2 separate regions of the Hordeum vulgare genome follow, and region 1 is linked to region 2. Evidence: chromatin contacts called from public Hi-C data. All regions are on one chromosome and are shown on one strand. The core of a region is the stretch at or near the end of the contact, and the rest is flanking DNA. Distances in the headings are between cores, read along the strand shown.

Region 1 (5,068 bases), core at 1,480-3,979, 97 kb after region 2:
AAGGGTAATCTCAGTAACGACCGAATCCAGTAGGGTAAGCCTACCTCCCATAGATGCGGCATTACCAATCCAAGCCTGAAATCTATTGAGGTATTTATCCAGAATGAACTCCCAGTCCGAGTTTATAAGTATCTAGTAGCTCACAAGCATACCCAGGTATTTGATGGGGGAAAGTACCTATGTCACAATTGAACACGTTCGCTTATTCTCTAATCACATTTTCATCACCACCAATAGTAAAGATTTCACTCTTTTGAAAGTTCACTTTTAAGTCCTGAGATCATCTCAAACATATAAACCGATAACTTTAGGTTAACTGCCTTGTCAATATCATGCTCCAAGCATATGATTGTATCATACGCATATTGCAGCACAGCCACCCCATGGGGATAAGGTCAGGTGCTAGGCTAACCAACATTTTTTTCCTGTGCATTAGTAATCATTTTAGCGAGACAATCAACAACTAGGTTAAACAGAAACGAAGACTGAGGGTCACCCTGATGAAGACCTTTAGCACTTTGGAAGTATGCCCCTACGCAATTGTTAAGTTTAATACTCACAGTGCCATTTTGGGCAGCCACACCAAGTATCACTAAAACCCCGAATTTTGTGACACTCAAGCAAGAATTCCGAGTTAACCTTATCGTAAGCCTTCTCAAAGTCGAGTTTCAACACAATCCCCACCCTTTTCTTCACATGCGTATAGTTTAAGATCTCATGAGAAAGAACACCATCCATAATGTTCCTCCCTTTCATAAATGCATTTTGGCAAAAACTGGTCAGTTTACCAGCATACCTCTCCGCGCGCCTACCCAATACTTTAGTGATCAGTTTATACAGGCATCTCAACAAATAGATAGGTCTGAATTGTTGGATCTTATCCACATTTGAAGTTTTTGGCAAGAGCATAATAACATCATAGTTAATATGCCGCACATCCAAAACCCCTTTATGAAAATGGGTAAAAAGGGACATAATATCATCTTTTACTATGTCCCAACATGACTGATAAACTTCCACCGGAATGTTGTTCTCTGGTGCACTATTAGAAGCCATAGCAAAAAGGATTCATTCACTTCTATTTTCGTGAACTCACGAAAAAGGTCATTATTATCTTTAGAATTTAAATTTTGTATCATATGACCATGTATTAGGATCTAGATGGAAAATGTTTCGAGGTGCAAGACCATATAAGGTCTTATAATATTATCTTGCATGCTCAATCAGGTTATCAATACCTTCTATTTCAACATCCCTAGATTTCAGGGAATTAATTGTATTCTTCCTTTTGCGCCCATTAGCTATCTTATGATAGTAATCAGTGCTCAAGTCACCGTTGAACAACCATCGTTCATAAGATTGTTGTAACCAGAACATCTCCTCGTTTACTGGCAGCTCATGTATTTCAAAGTTAATATTAATTTTCCTATTGTATAGATCAGGGGTCAAAGGACCCTCTTCCTCTGACTCTTCCAACATAGCTAATTCCACTCTAAGATCCTCCTTCTTTTTCTTATCATGCCTAAATTTTTTTGATCCCCACCTTTTGAAATAGGTCTTAAACCTCTTCAACTTGATATTCACGGTATCAATGGGGTCTAGGGAGTTGACTTTTCCGGATCAGATTTTCTCAACAATGGGTAGGAATTTTTCATCTTTAACCCAAGTAAGATCGAAACGAAACTCACTAGGTTTAGGAGCTTCATGCCCATGTTCACCCGAGGATAGCATGCAGTAGAGGGTTAAGGTTAGAAAGCTCACGCACCAATTTCCTGAGAGAGACTAGAGGGAACAAGTCTTCCCAACTCTCATACATGAGAATGTGGTCCATCTTTTCCAAAGTAGGGTGGGCCTAATTGTTATTCCAGATGTATTCCCCCCACTTATATGAATCTCTATGAGAGCTAGGGTATTGATGATGGAATTAAAAAGGTCATTAGACTTACTACTAACCATATTCTTGTTCTTCTCACCACAATGCCTAAGAATATTTAAGTCCCCGTCCACAATATATGTCATGGTCATGTTGCTACACATTGCAGCAAGTTCCACGAGGAACTCCTCTTTGGGCAGACCCATAAACAACCAGCAAGCCCCAATTTTTTTAATGTCCCGCCCACCCAGCTGCAAGATGTACTTACCCTTGGTACATGAAATAATTTATAAGGTGTTTTGTCTCACACCGTAAAGGATACCCCCCCCCCCCCCCCCCGACTTTTCGGTAGATGGGATCCATTCTCATTTGAACAGGACATGAGGATCAATTCTTCTAAAACACCTCACGGTGAAATATTATTTTAACTATGAACGATGATGAACTTGTGTCGGTAGAAATTTGATGCAAATTGGTATCTAAATGTTGAAATGCGGCTGTACATTAGCCGTGTCGGCTGGTCACCGGTTTTACATCTCTATTTTGCATCACCTACTGAAGTTGCACCTTTACATCTGCATCTTGCATCATCTGTTGAAGTTGCCTTTTTTTTCAGATTTGTAAAAAGCATTTATTTTTAAGATGTAAATTATACCTCTCCTGTTTTTACACCTTCAAATTTGCATTCTTTTTTTGAAACCAAATTTTTTTTGCATTCTTGATCCTCTAACAAGGTGGATATCCGGTGTTTGCAGAGTACTAGCATATGCCGCACGACTGAGCGACCACAGCGGTCCATGGGCGTGGTCTATCGCTCCATCTCGCAAGGCGGGAGGAAGGTTAACGGCCAAGAAGAGGCCCCCGCCTTTTCCAACACTCTTCCTGCTCCACGCCTGACCACTCCACCTCCAGCCGCAGTATTCCCCGGAATCTTCCTTCCTCCGCCTCCGATTCCCCTCCTCCTCTGCTCCCACCTCCACCCCCGCCGAGCTCCCCGCCCGCCACCTGTTCGACCAAACGCCCCGCCCCTTCCTACATATACGCGCGCGCCATTCCACCCTTGCTCCCGCCAATCACCCGGCGACCGCGACGCGACCGACCGGCACGATGCTCAAGGTGCTGAACCCCACCCCGATCCGGCTCCGCCCGGCGTGCCGCGCATCCTCCTCGGCGGGGTGCGCGCGCGCGGCGCGGCGCGGTGGGCCGCCGCGGCGGGCGGTCCCGCAGCAGCAGCCGCCCGTGCGCCGGCCGTCCGGCGACCGGTGCGTGCCGTGGCGCGGCGCGGCGCCCTCGGGCCCCGCCTCGCCGTCCGTGTCCCCGGCAGTCGCCACCCCGGCGCCCGAGGCGCGGGCCGGGGCCAGGGGTGAGATGGAGGCGTTCCTCGAGGTGGTGCCGGCGAGGATGCGGCGGGAGCTCGCGCTGCACCCGGAGGTCTGGGACCTGGTGGAGGTCGTCATGGACCTCGGCCGCCGCCCGCTCGCGCGGTTCCCCTCCGGGGACTGGGTCATCTCCGACCAGCCCGTCACCGCCGACGACCTCCGCCAGGCCGTCTCCAAGGTGCCGTCATGTCGTCAACCTTTCTTTCTTTGATTACCAGTACCACCGTGATGCCCGCGACTGCGATCCCCCAAAATTGGCTTGGCTCTGTTGCAGTAACAATACTTTTACTGTAGTGTGAAAGTTGCTTCTGTGGAGATGCTTGCTTTCCTCATCTGGGAGATCCCCAATACTACTGTAGTATGAAAGTTGCTTCTGTGGAGCTGGAGATGCTAGTTTTGCTCACTTGGAAGATCGGTTCCTCTCTTTGCAGGTGGGCAATTTCTCCGAGGACAACCGATCCGGGATCAACCACTCGTTGCACCGGATCAGCGCCATCCGGAACCGCAAGGCTCACATAATTGGCCTCACTTGCCGTGTCGGACGGGCTATATCGGGCAGCGCGGAGATGATCCGTGATCTGGTGGTGGGAGGCGGCTCCATATTGGTGATTGGACCCCCTGGAGTAGGGAAGACCACTCTGATCAGGTACATCACCTACAAACGTAAAAGTGGAACTTCAGTTCTTTGATCAGCGGTGTTTGTCATCATGTAATGCTAATGCATGTTACGTGAATATTAACTCAGTAACATGGCTGAGAAGACCAAAGATATATAAATCGGTGCGTGTTGCAATCTGATGCTAACAATTTCAAATGCTTTCAATAATACAGGGAAATAGCTAGAATCCTGGCAGATGAGGGTAACAAACGTGTGATCATAGTGGACACATCTAATGAAATAGGAGGTGATGGGGATGTACCTCACTCCGGCATTGGGCGCTCTAGGAGAATGCAAGTTCCTAAAGTTACGATGCAGCATAACGTAGGTTCTCATTATTCTTTCATATGGTTCATATATAGTTGCAGAATCTTCTAGAGTGTCTTTGTTTAATACCTTACTGTTGGATGCTTGATGATACATATGAAACATTGTTTGTGTAGGTGATGATTGAGGCTGTTGAAAATCACATGCCGGAAGTTATTGTGATCGATGAGATTGGTACAGAACTTGAAGCAATGGCAGCCAGCACCATTGCTCAAAGAGGCGTTCAACTTGTTGGAACTGCTCATGGGGTGACAATTGACAGCATAATTAAGAACCCTTGCTTGCAAATGCTTGTTGGTGGGATTGAGGTGAACTTATTTTCTTTTCTGCTAGCTGTCCTCCAACAGTTTCTCTTATGTTCTTGAAGCTTAGCATCTTCCTGAACATCAGATTAAGGCGCAATAGTCAACCAGTCGATCCGGAAGCTTGTTATAGTTATCCTAATGTTGTTTTTAGATTCCAAAAGACATGAGAACTGGGTTTTCCAAGCACAGTGGTGTCTCTGTGTCGACCTGAGTTTGATCCTTCTCGGGCGGATCAAGCGTTGTTGATTTATTATGTGGGGGTCAAACCGGTGTATCTCATTGTCTTCCTAAATACCCCGCGAGGTTCCATGCCTTGGTGGTGTATTTTACATTCGAAAGGATAGTAATATTTGTTTTCAGATAACCATCCAATATTGAGTTCAAATAAAATTTGGGGCTGTAGATTATTTTAATAATATTTCAACACCAAGAATGACTAGAATAGTTTATTAGTATGACACACATTTGAGTATGCATCAAGAAAAAAAGAACTACTTATTAGTGAAATAACAATGTAAGTTCGTTA
Region 2 (5,444 bases), core at 699-3,198:
TTGACCGAGGAGTCTCTCGGGTCATGTCTACATAGTTCTCGAACCCGCAGGGTCTGAACACTTAAGGTTCGACGTTGTTTTATGCGTATTTGAGTTATATGGTTGGTTACCGAATGTTGTTTGGAGTCCCGGATGAGATCACGGACGTCACGAGGGTTTCCGGAATGGTCCGGAAACGAAGATTGATATATAGGATGACCTCATTTGATTACCGGAAGGTTTTCGGAGTTACCGGGAATGTACCGGGAATGACGAATGGGTTCCGGGAGTTCACCGGGGGGGGGGGGGCAACCCACCCCGGGGAAGCCCATAGGCCTTGAGGGTGGCACACCAGCCCTTAGTGGGCTGGTGGGACAGCCCAAAAGGGCCCTATGCGCCTAGGAAAGAAAATCAAAGAGAAAAGAAAAGGAGGAGGTGGGAAGGGAAGGAAGGACTCCCACCCACCAAACCAAGTCCAACTCGGTTTGGGGGGGGGAGCCTTCCCCCTTGGACTCGGCCGACCCCCTTGGGGCTCCTTGAGCCCCAAGGCAAGGTCCCCTCCCTCCCACCTATATATACGGAGGTTTTAGGGCTGATTTGAGATGACTTTTCCACGGCAGCCCGACCACATACCTCCACGGTTTTTCCTCCAGATCGCGTTTCTGCGGAGCTCGGGCGGAGCCCTGCTGAGACAAGGTCATCACCAACCTCCGGAGCGCCGTCACGCTGCCGGAGAACTCTTCTACCTCTCCGTCTCTCTTGCTGGATCAAGAAGGCCGAGATCATCGTCGAGCTGTACGTGTGCTGAACGCGGAGGTGCCGTCCGTTCGGTACTAGATCGTGGGACTGATCGCGGGATTGTTCGCGGGGCGGATCGAGGGACGTGAGGACGTTCCACTACATCAACCGCGTTCACTAACGCTTCTGCTGTACGATCTACAAGGGTACGTAGATCACTCATCCCCTCTCGTAGATGAACATCACCATGATAGGTTTTCGTGCGCGTAGGAAATTTTTTGTTTCCCATGCGACGTTCCCCAACATTCCCTTCCCCTCCGTTGGGAGGGATCGACGCCGTGCGCTGCCGTTCGTTCGACATGGCCTCCCGGAACGTGTAAGGCTCTGATACCAATTGTCAGCCACTCTCCTGATCGTCGCGTGAACTCACTCAGTGCGCTAGAACAAGCTTGAGAGAGAGGTTTGTGCAGCGTAAAACTTGCTGCTTATCTCGTTTTTCTCTTGCTTTATTTATACTCTGGTTACAGGAGGCACTAACAACCCTGAGCACCAGCTACAGACTCGGATCACGATCGAGTCATGGCCGTTGCCATCCCAACGTCCCTCTCCCGTGATCCTACAAACGCGTCACGGACCCCTGCTGCCGCGCCATCCCACGACGGGGTTCGGTGGTGATCCTAAACTCTAGGAAAGCAAAGACTTGCGCCCCACGCCGGTGAACAGGCTCACAGATCGTGAGTTTATTCTACTAAACTTACAACTAGCCTAAAACAGCGCAGGGTTTACCTGGCAATCACTTGTATTTTACAAAAGTGCGGTTTGCCTGTTTGCTTCTTCAGTGCTGGGCATGCTATTCCAACTAACTGAATATGGCATTACGTGAGCTCAGTCAGCTCTGCACGAGAATTATCTGGTTTTTGTTATTGCTTGCAGACGTTGCGCGCCTGAGATGGCCGGTAATCCGTCCAATTTCGCTTCAGTTCCAGCTCCAGGAATAGCACTCTAACAGTTCCTCTTTGAAACGTTGTTGGGACTTCTTGGAACGATACGAGTTTGTGGCAGCGGGGGGCCTCGGCTTCCCACTTGGAAAGAGAGGGACAGGTGGCGCGTCGGAACAGTGCGCTCGGAAAAACGGAACCTTGAACCGGACCAAACAAGAAGAAGAGAGGGGGGAGAAGAAGAGGCCGGAGGCGAGAGTGATGGGTGGGCAGAGTCCCAGAGAGACCAATCCCCAAAAGCTACCCCCTCCTTTCTCCTCCACAGAACACGATTGCCGAGCATCTTCACTCTGCGCTGTGCGTACCTCTTGCTCCTCTGGACTTGGCCCATGGACCGTGCTTCTAGCAATTTTATTCTCTTTTCTTCTTTGAACCTGTGATATTGGAGCAGTGTTGAGAATAAGGATCTCACGGGAATAATGTGCTCGGTTTTCTACGAGTCGAGCCGGATCGCTGCGCCTTGGCCATGGAAATTCATGAGAATAACTTCATGTTCCTTTCCTAACAGTAAGTAACTCTGCATGAGGGCCGTGTGAGTAAGATGCATCTCCATTTCATTTTGCAGGGTAGGGGCATAGAAGACTTAAACTCCTTTTTTTAAAGGAGGATCTCATCCTGCCTCTGCATCATGATGATGTATGCGGCCAAGAAGATTTAAACTCCCGGTGAAGCAAGACTCAAGCATGACGTATTTTTTGAAATACGTGGTCAAAAAATACAGAAGATAACAGAGCATGGATGTAATAACACCGTTCCTTTTTAACAGTAACAGTGACATTATTACTTAACTAATATAGTTCTCCGATAAAATGCATATAAATTGATAGGAAAAATATGATCCTTCAAGCCACAAACCTAAATTGAGAAGAACTTCTCTTCATTTTACTAGGAAGAACAAGATGAAAAACCATCCTTTTCGATTTATATAAACCTTGAAATCCGGAAACATTGTAGGAGCAAAAAGTTTAAGTATTTAAACTTTTCAAGATATCCCCCAATATGCCGATAAATCGATCGATTTATCGCTTAGTAGTGTCTGACCGATAAGATATATTGGCCGATATGCCGATAAATCGGCCGATACGTCGATAAACAAGGCAATTTACCCCTTATCCCGAGTCGATCGATAAGTTTTCGATAAGCGATATCCCCAACGATGGTATTTATATAAAACACAAAAGGATTTACATTTTCATTACATAAATTTTCAATTTAAATTTGTAAGCATTTATATAGATCACAAAACCCCGAAAGATCGAGATCATCTTACAAAGTTTGATTAACTAGGAAAAATGAGATAAAAACCCGACAACTAAAATTTACCTAGCCAATATATAAAGCACCATCAAGTGAAAACATGTGTGTGAATTGCCGCCAAGTCCGTGTCAATCTTACCCTTTATTACCACAAAATGTTCTCCTTCCTCACCCTCATGTGAAATCCTAGGTGGTAGGAACTCGATGCCTACCAGGTCGATCTCTCAGGTGATATGGGTGTGGGGAGGACTGATGAGGTGGAGGAAGCGGGCGACGACGCTGGGGCGCCGTGGTCGAGAGAGGGAGAAGGTTCGGCTGCTAGGGTTAGGGCACTCGCTCCTTCTAGGAGCCGATCAAAATAGATTGATCTTGCTTAATTTTAAAAGATGTCCTTTACATGAGTATATATAACTTCTCTAGGCTAGAAAATATAATAAACTGGGTTAAGACCCTAATACTTTAAGATAAGTGTGTTGGGAACGTTGCATGGGAAACAAAAAATTTCCTACGCACACGCAATACGTATCATGGTGATGTTCATCTATGAGAGGAGATTTCCGATCTACGTACCCTTGTAGATCGCACAACGGTAAGCGTTAAGAAACACGGACGATGTAGTGGAACAGCTTGCGTGATTCAAATCACCGTAGTCGTAATCTTCGTCCCATGATCCGATCTAGCGCCGAACGGACGACACCTCTGCGTTCAGCACACGTACAACGCGACGATGATCTCGGCCTTCTTGATCCAGCAAGAGAGACGGAGAGGTAGATGAGTTCTCCGGCAGCGTGACGACGCTCCGGAGGTTGGTGATGATCTATTCCAGCAGGGCTCCGCCCGAGCTCCGCAGAAATACGATCTAGAGGAAAAACCGTGGAGTTTGTGGTCGGGCTGCCGTGGCAAAAGTTGTCTCAAATCATCCCTAAAACTCCACAATATATAGGGGGAGAGGTGGGGAGACTTGCCTTGAGGGCCAAGTCCCTCTTGGTGCGCCGGCCAAGGAGGTGGAGGAGTCCTCCTCCAATCCTAGTCCAACTAGGATGGGAAAGTGGAGTCCTTCTCCACCTTACCACCTTTCCTTTTTTTTCTCTTGGTTTTTTCTCCTTGTGGCGCCTAGCCTCTCTTGGGCTGTCCCACCAACCCACTAAGGGCTGGTGCGCCTGTTGGGGAACGTTGCACAGGAAACAAATATTTTCCTACGCACACGCAATACCTACGAGAGGAGATTTCCGATCTACGTACCCTTGTAGATCGCACAGCGGTAAGCGTTAAGAAACGCGGACGATGTAGTGGAACAACTTGTGTGATTCAAATAACCGTAGTCGTACTCTTCGTCCCATGATCCGATCTAGTGCCCAACAGATGGCACCTCCGCGTTCAGCACACGTACAGCGCGACGATGATCTCGGCCTTCTTGATCCAGGAAGAGAGACGGAGAGGTAGATGAGTTCTCCGGCAGCGTGACGGCGCTCCGGAGGTTGGTGACGATCTATTCCAGCAGGGCTCCGCCCGAGGTCCGCAGAAATACGATCTAGAGGAAAACCGTGGAGTTTGTGGTCGGGCTGCCGTGGCAAAGTTGTCTCAAATCAGCCCTAAAAGCCACTATATATAGGGGAAGAGGTGGGGAGGCTTGCCTTGAGGGCCAAGCCTCCCTTGGTGCGCCGGCCAAGGAGGTGGAAGAGTCCACCTCCAATCCTAGTATTACTAGGATTGGAAAGTGGAGTCCTTCTCCACCTTCCCACTTCCTTTTTTTTTCTTTTCTCTTTGGTTTTCCACTTGTGGCGCCATAGACCCTCTTGGGCTGTCCCACCAGCCCACTAAGGGTTGGTGCGCCACCCCTAAGGCCTTGGGCCACTCCACGGTGGGTTGCCCCCCTCCCGGTAAATACCCGGAACCCATTCGTCACTCCTGGTACGATGCCGGTAATGCCCGAAGACCTTCCGGTAACCAAATGATACAAACCTATATATCAATCATCGTTTCTGGACCATTTCGGAAACCCTCGTGACGTCCGTGATCCCATCTGGGACTCCGAACAACATTCGGTAACCAACCATATAACTCAAATACGCATAAAAGATCGCCGGACCTTAAGTGTGCAGACCCTGCGAGTTCTATAACTATGTAGACATGACCCGAGGGACTCCTCGGTCAATATCCAATAGCGGGACCTGGATGCCCATATTGGATACTACATATTCTCTGAAGATCTTATCGGTTGAACCTCACTGCCAAGGATTCATATAATCCCGTATGTCATTCCCTTTGTCCTTCGGTATGTTACTTGCCCGAGATTCAATCGTCGGTATCCACATACCTATTTCAATCTCGTTAACCGGCAAGTCTCTTTACTCGTTCCGTAATACAAGATCCCGTGACTTACACTAAGTCACATTGCTTGCAAAGCCTGTGTGTGATGTTGTATTACCGAGTGGTCCTCGAGATACCTCTCCGTCACACGGAGTGACAAATC

Evidence for each region. A called contact is a pair of places that touch in the nucleus more often than the background predicts.
Region 1: a contact with region 2 is called in a Hi-C map of seedling, with 2.6 times the contacts expected there. The contact joins the promoter of LOC123410009 here to the enhancer-like site in region 2. A contact is called at or near these places in 2 of 6 Hi-C or Micro-C datasets (leaf and seedling).

The regions. Positions count from the first base shown.
Region 1 is chr1H:38,596,357-38,601,424 of MorexV3_pseudomolecules_assembly, forward strand. It overlaps LOC123410009 (protein SEEDLING PLASTID DEVELOPMENT 1), which reads left to right and starts at 2,730. Exons shown (of 9, transcript XM_045102917.1): 1 at 2,730-3,430; 2 at 3,684-3,898; 3 at 4,084-4,234; 4 at 4,354-4,545. The coding sequence starts at 2,981.
Region 2 is chr1H:38,500,518-38,505,961 of MorexV3_pseudomolecules_assembly, forward strand. No RefSeq gene overlaps it. Among protein-coding and RNA genes, the nearest start is that of LOC123409907, 20 kb to the left of the region's middle. Within about 2 kb of position 1,949, at least 3 of the 3 cell types and tissues checked have open chromatin away from gene starts, as enhancers often do. A contact at or near this core is called in leaf and seedling, where this site is marked.